Linked DNA regions of Cricetulus griseus: region 2 is linked to region 1. The links are chromatin contacts, called in public Hi-C maps. All regions are on one chromosome and are shown on one strand. Each heading gives the region's core, a stretch centred on a gene start, on an enhancer-like site or on the middle of the called end of the contact. The rest is flanking DNA. Distances are from core to core; before and after follow the strand shown.

The links. A called contact is a pair of places that touch in the nucleus more often than the background predicts.
Region 2: a contact with region 1 is called in a Hi-C map of the CHO-K1 cell line, with 2.6 times the contacts expected there. The contact joins the promoter of Bbx here to the enhancer-like site in region 1. A contact is called at or near these places in 3 of 8 Hi-C or Micro-C datasets (the CHO-K1 cell line and fibroblasts).

Annotation. Positions count from the first base shown.
Region 1 is chr4:40,707,438-40,711,177 of CriGri-PICRH-1.0, forward strand. No RefSeq gene overlaps it. Among named protein-coding and RNA genes, the nearest start is that of Bbx, 68 kb to the right of the region's middle. Within about 2 kb of position 2,109, at least 3 of the 6 cell types and tissues checked have open chromatin away from gene starts, as enhancers often do. A contact at or near this core is called in the CHO-K1 cell line and fibroblasts, where this site is marked.
Region 2 is chr4:40,775,585-40,779,324 of CriGri-PICRH-1.0, forward strand. It overlaps Bbx (HMG box transcription factor BBX), which reads left to right and starts at 1,588. Exons shown (of 16, transcript XM_035444515.1): 1 at 1,588-1,725.

The sequences.
Region 1 (3,740 bases), core at 859-3,358:
TGCTTGCTTAAGTGATGAAACCTCAACACGTTGAATGATTGGAGTCATGCTCTAAGGTAAGAAATGTTTGTGATTAATATTGTTAAAAGTATGGTTAAAGCTAGGGCCTGGTGGTGCACAACTTTAATTCCAGTACTTAGGAGGCAAAGACAGGTGAATCTCTATGAGTTCGAGGCTAAACTGGTTTACAGAGGGAGTTCCAGGACAGCCAGAGCTATACAGAGAAACCCTGTCTCTTTTTTTCCAGACAGGGTTTCTCTGTGTAGCTTTGGAGCCCATTCTGGCACTCGCCCTGGAGACCAGGCTGGTCTTGAACTCACAGAGATCTGCCTGCCTCTTGAGTGCTGGGATTAAAGGCGTGCGCCACCAACGCCCGGCTTGAGAAACCCTGTTTCAAAACAAAACAAACAAACAAAAAAGTTTTAAAACATAGTCATGACTTTAGTTTGTTTATTTTTGACATGGGATCTCACTATGTAGTCAAGGCTTGGCTGGAACTCACAGAGATTTATCTGCCTTTGCCTCACAAATGCCATGATTAAAAACATGTGGCACCACACCCATGACTTTTGACTCTATAACAACAATAAAAATATAACCAGGTCTACAGAGATTGTTCATTCATTAAGAAAATTTACTGCTTTTTCAGAGGACCAGAGTTCAATTCCCAGCACCCACATCAGTGTCTTACAACCAACTATACTTCCTGTTCTTCCTAATCTAGGGGATCCAATGGCCTCCTCTGGCCTCCTCAGGTACCTATACACATGTGGTACACATGAACTCACACAAGCATTCACACATACATATACATCAAATTTTTTATTTTTTAAAAGAGCAAGATAGGTGAATGATTATTGTAGATTGACAATAATATACCCTGACTCCTTGAAATTCCATCAAAAGGACTTATCCATGAAGAAAATAAATGGAAAGAAATCTGAGTTGGTTTGTCATTGTATATCTCTTTATACCTGACACTGTGACCAGGAATAGCACGGCCTATTACTCCACCCCCTGCACAAACTATATCCTGATATTCTTCAAAAACTGGCCAGAGAGAAAAGGGAATTAGCCTGGTGAGTAGAGAAGGCTCTGTGGTATATCTAAGACTAATAGAACCTTATCTGTTCAAGTTTGTTTCATAGATAAACAAACAGAAGAAAAAATAACTGTGCTGCCTAGGGTGATGGTACTTGCCTATAAGCCCAGCCCTCAGGAGGATGAGGCAAGAGAAGAACAAAACACAGCAAAGAAATAAAAGATTTACTGTGAAATCTGTAGAAGAAAATCATTCTTGTTATACTTAAGGATATGCATATGTATTTAAATTCCCAAAGCATCAAGTGTTTTCTGTGTGGCAATATTAAAAGATGGGGTCTTTAAGAAGTGATTTGGTCTTAAGGACATCTTTCTGAATGAGATTAACACCCTTGTGGAAGAGGCTTCACACAACCTTCAATTTGCTTGCTCTTTGCAGCCTGAGGACTCTCGCTCCTTTGGGTTCTGTATGTGTTAGTAAGATACCATCTAAAAAGCAGAGAGCAGCCCTCCACAGACAAACCTTCAGTCTCCTTGATCTTGGACTTCTTAGCCTCCAGAACTGTGCGAAATTCCATTTTTCTTTTTAAATTAGCCAGTTTGTGGTATTTTATAATAGCAGAACAGACTCAAATAGCTCAGCGTATACTAACGTGTACGTCAAACAAACCAGCTTCAAACGAGGCAAACCAGACACCCCTTTACCTGACGCTCCCTTTATGCACTTCCGTGCCAGAACTTCCAGGGCAGGCATAGTGAAATCTTTATCCTACTGGTACTTGTGTTGTGTTGTGTTGGGGGGGGGCACATGGGGACATAGGTTCTTGGCATTATGTTATTGACAAGCTTTTAAATAACTTTTAAAAGCCTTAACAACCATTTATATGATTAACCAGATCTCTTTCTTAAAAGTTCCCAAATGTCTGCCCTGTTTTATATTTTTTTTAAAAAAGGGTTCTTTTTGGTTTTTCAGGAAAGAGCAAAGACTTCACTTTGCAGTTACACATAGCATGAGTCATAGAAAAGGCTTGAATAATGTGCTGAACGTTGCCACTGAGTCATCATGGATGACACAGGACCACTTGAATACTGATGAATCAAATCCTTATAATCATAAGAAATCAAAACACTACTACCTTTTACTCTAGAAAGCTCACTTTCAGTTTTGCCCTAGAAGAGACACTGGGACTATCTAGCATTAGTTCTTGTTCATAAATGAGGAGGTTTGTGCTCCCAAAAGTTAAGCGAGAGCCTCAACAGAGGCAAAAAATTGAACATGTAACATGAAGCTTATTGTTAATATTGCTTCTCCCTGTTTTAATGATTCCTTTTTCACAGTAGGTGAAACATTAAAAAAAAAAAGAAAAGCAATGGACTGGGGAGATGGCTCAGTCAGGAAAGTTCCTGCCTTAGAGCATGGGGACCTGTGCATGGACCCTCGGCAGGAAAGAAAAAGGAGCCAAACAAGGTGATACGCATTTGTAACCCCAGAACCGGAGAGTGGCTGGAGTCAGACAGATCCCTGAGTTTCACTGGGTAGACAGACTATGAATTGATGAACTCCATGTTCAGTGAGAGACCCCATCTCAAAAAATGACATAGAAAGTGATAAACACACTCATTGTCAGTTTCTCCATTTGTGCACACACACACACACACACACACACACACACACACACACACACACACACACGCACGCACGCACGCACGCACGCGTGCACACATGTAAATACACTGAAACAAGTATATATGCCATACACACACTCACATAACTGGTGTAATTGTGACTAATGCACTCAATGAACTTCTGATTCCCAAGGCTTCAGGAGACATCACTGACAGGGTTTGATGGGTATGCTGGAATGCCTGTGATTTATCATATAATTTACGTGTCCACCTGTGCACTAGGCAAAGACATAGTTGATGAAAATATAATCTGCCCAGCTGTTTTCTCTACTCCACAGAGGGCATGAAGATTGCTTCTCGGCAGCCGCTGCCATTCTTCTAGCAACAACCCCACCTTCTGTCAAAAGGATCCTTCATTTCCACAGGCTTCTAGAAAAGCAAGGGCAGCAATACCCGTCTAATCCTGAAGAAGGTTCCAGCAATTTTCTAGGCTAGCTGCAAAGTAATGAGCCTTGACATTGATTAAAGAAGTCATTCTCTCCACCTTTGTATCACTGCCTCATCTCCCGGCTACAGTATGAGAAAAGGAGCTGTGGTCTGAGCTGCTCTCCTAGGTTGAATTTCTAGTTCCTTATATTTGCCTTTCAACTATTAAAAGAAGAAGTAAGGGACAAGGAGTGGTGGTGAGGGGTGGAGGGAAGGCTGTAGCTTGATGGTAAAGGGCTTGTGTCACACATGTAGAGTCCTTCCTGGCTCTGATCACTAGCACCAAAAGGGGAGGGGAGGGGATGAATTACTCAACACCAAAAGTGGGCAACACAGCATTATTTCCTGTGTTAGTCAGGGTTCTCCAGAAAGACAGAACCATTAGGATGTACACATAGATATGTGAAAGGAAATTCATTTAAAGACACAGAGCTAGGTAGTTGCTGGAGACCTGCTTCGGCAGAAGAGGGAGGGGGAGTGGGTGGGGGGGTTGTTCAGATCCCAAAGAGAATGTGTGGAGTTGGAGGGGAATGGGGGGGGGCCACGATCTGAGGGTGAATCAGGATGGCTGCCTGAAGCCTTTAATT
Region 2 (3,740 bases), core at 338-2,837, 68 kb after region 1:
GTGGGATCTCTGTGAGTTCAAAGCCAGCCTGATTTGCAAAGCCAGTTTCAGGCCAGGCAAGGCTACATAGTCAGACTCTGTCTCAAAAAGTAAAATAAAGTTAAAAAGTTATCTTATTCAGTTTTCTTTTAAATTTTAAACTATCAGCTAGACTATAAAAATTATACTATTTAATCTTCAAAACTGTTGATACTTAAGATTCTTGAAAAATTTGGATCTTGGTCAGAAGGAACCCCAGGAAAACATCTGGGTCCTAGAATAGTGCCAATGAGTTGTAGATGCTGAATAACCATTTAATGAAGGCAATCTCGGAAAAGCTTATTTTAATCTTCAAATAAAAACTAAAATCAAATCTAAGAATGAAAGAGACTAAAAAACCTCATTTACTTATTGCTTAACTAGTCAAGAACTTGAGTGTGAATTTTATTCTAATTCCTAGGTTTGACTTTTTCTCAGTAACCTTTGGCTTGTTTATATCAAACTGTTAAACATGATCTGCCAAAGATGTAGCAAAGAAAAAATATCATCAAAGTTAGGTATTACAGGGCTTGAGAACACCGACTGCTCTTCCAGAAGACCAGCGTTCAATTCCCAACACCCACAAGTCAGCTTACAACTCGGTCTGTAACTCCAGTTCCAGGGGACCCGACATCCATGACAAAAACACTAATACACATAAAAAAGAAAAAAGAAGACTACGTGTCACATTCACCATCTCTAGACGTCACCAAACATACAGCAGTCACATACAGTGGGCAATATATAAAGGGGAGATATATATATATATATATATATATATATATATATATATATATATATATGCTATATTGAACCAAAAGGCCTATTTCTAAGGCAAACTGTTAATAGTCATTTTTTTTTCCACGAGGTTTTACCTTTCAGCACATCTTGCGTGCCCACACAGGTGATTGCCTCCCGACTTTTAAGTGCACATTCGGCTGTTTTAGCAAAAGGTATATCTTTATTCCTGTGTGTTGTATTGTTTTTTTTTTCCCCCCTCTGAATTTGTCTACGAATGAGGCATTAACAATCTCGATGCATTCTAGTCTTGATAAACTTATCTTGCACTATTTTGGCCTATGTGATGGCTAACCCATTGACAAAAGAAATCTAAGCCGATAAAAGCGTCTCTCGGCCACTTGTTAGCAGGCCGGGATGTAAAATCATAACACAATGCTCGCCTCTTTCATGGGGCACCACAAGGCAGCGATCAAACCCACCCCCCCTCACTTCCATATCCAGTGGAGTTGTAGTTTATTACCATAACCCTCCCAAGTCAAAAGGACACCAGTTCCAAGGCAGGCAACTTGGTACAGAGAGGGCTTTCCCCCGCGACCCTCACTCTGCTGGGCCTCTCTACCTGTCCTCGCCCACTGTCTACAGGTCCCGAACATTAGAAAATAGAAAATGTGATGATCTTTGTGTGTCTCTGTGAAATGTGTGTATGTGTGCGTGTGTTTGGGTGTAACGCGCCTCCTGTTTGGCTGAGCCGCCCGTCCGTCACGGCGCGGGCCAATGGCAGGCTGCCTTATATAAAATGAGTGTTTTCAGTCTCTCCGGGTTGCATGTACTGTATGTGGAGCAGTGTACAGTGGAGCGGAGGCAGCGCGGCTCCGCGAGCTCCTCTCCACTTTCCCATAGAGAGCCCCTGACTGGCCACTGAGGGCGAGCCACACACACGCCCTCGCGCCGCGGCGAGCCCGCGAGGTAGGCGCCCGCCATCCGCAGCCTTCGCGGGCGCTCTCCCGCACTTTCTGTTTTCCTACTCACTTGCGAGCCGCCGGGGCTGCAGCCCGAGGACTCCGCGGCAGGAGCGGCGGCGGCGGCGGCGACGGCGGCGGCAGCCGGTAGGGTGGACTTGAGGAAGGCGAGGGGAGCCCGCGCGTCCGGAGCCCGAGCCGCCACCGGCCGGCGCCTCGCGGGCCACTTTCCCCTCAGCCAAAACTTTGGGTGGCGAGAGGTCGGGCCGAGGGTCGCGGCCGCCGCGCCGGCGGCGGGCCCGGGCCGGGGGGGCGCGCGGCGCTGCCCGGCGAGCGCGAGCTGGGGGCCGGGCTGGGGAGGAGTAGGCCAGCCGGTGCCAGGCTGCGTTTGCAGGCGAGCACCTCTCGGCGCCCGGGCAGCGCCGCCTGAGGGGGCACGGAGCTGGGGCGCGGGCTTGAGGCGCCTGAGGAAAACAACAACGGAGCGGTCCTCAACGCCGGCGGGGCGGCTCGTGGCCGCCCGGAGAGCCCCAAACTTCAAGGAGGCGAAAGTACGTGGAGGAGCCCCGGGCAGGGCTCGGCTGCCGGGGGGGAGGTGGGGCCTTGGGGGAGCCCCGGGGCAGGGGAGGAAGGTACGGGAAGGCTGCCCTCGGTGGGTCTGGGCTCGGTTTTCGTGTGTGCGTCGGTGACCGGGAACCAGCAGCCCGGTTGCTCGTTCATCTGGAGAGTTAGGATTGGGGTGTTCCGGCCCCGAGATCGGTGTCCCCCCTCATCCCCCCACCCCCACCCCCCCAGCCAAATGCGCGGCGAGTGGAGAAAGTGCTGTTCTAGTGCCAGAGTAGCCTGGAGGAAGAACAGGGGAGAGGGGAAGAGGGCGAAGAAGGGCGAGAGAGGGAGAAGGAGAGGGAGGGCAGAGAGAGAGAGAGAGGAGAGAGAGAGAGAGAGAGAGAGAGAGAGAGAGAGAGAGAGAGAGAGAGAGAGAGAGAGAGAGAGAGAGAGAGAGAGAGAGAGAGAGAGAGAGAGAGAGAGAGAGAAACGGGAGGGAAGAGAGGAGGGGGGAGAGGAGGAGGGAGGCTGTGTCAGGATTTTGCTTGAATGTGGGATTATGTTGTGTCAATAAGTTTAAGGTGGAGAGAGCGAGGCTGGGGGTGGTGGCGGTGGAGGGGAGGAGGAAGGCCTTGGCTGCTTGGTTGTTTAAAGACTCATTCTGAAGGTAAGTTATGGCATTGCATGGTCGCGATGACAGAAAACTTGCAGATCCTTTATCCGGGGATGGGGTCGATGCCTCCAGAAAGAGCTCCCCAACCCTCTAAAGCCACGCTCGTGTTACACTGTTATTTGCTGCGATCCGGGTCGCTAGTAAATTACAGAAATCAGACTGGAGGCTTCTTTTCCTCTTCCACCTCGTCTCGCTCACTCACCCTCAGAAATGTATTATTATTATTATTATTTTATTTATTTGGGGGATATCGCATGAAACTTAACGTAACTGAGACCGAACCCGAGTCCTGTAATTTACAAGGACCCTGAATCCAGGAATCTGGAACACGTTTATGTGTGAAATACCCGCGATCATTTCTGCTAAATGAGGAAGGTAAAACGAAACGATGCAAAAAGCTAAGACACAACATGTACGACAGAGGGGGGGGGAGAGGGAGAGACACAGAGACAAGCTATTTTTTGCTTTCCTTTCTGTAGAAAGGAAAATAAAGCGTGCATTGCCCTTCCTTCCCAGTGTGTAGGGTCTAGTCAATATTTTAACTGAGGACAAATTAGCCCAGGTGGATCTTGTTGAAAAGTTTAGTGAGGTGGGGTGAAGGTGGGGGGGTGCGAGGGGGGAGGTGGGTGGAGGTGGTGGGGGATGGGGACCGAGCTAGCGCTGCCTCGGCTAATGGTCATTGGCCTGGGGCTTTGAAACCATTGCCTGTCCTGCTAATGACACGTCCAGTTCTCGTCTACCGGCCGTGGACGCCGGGCTGTCGTTCCTGGGGTTGGCTGGCGGGGACTGGGGTACTTTCCCTG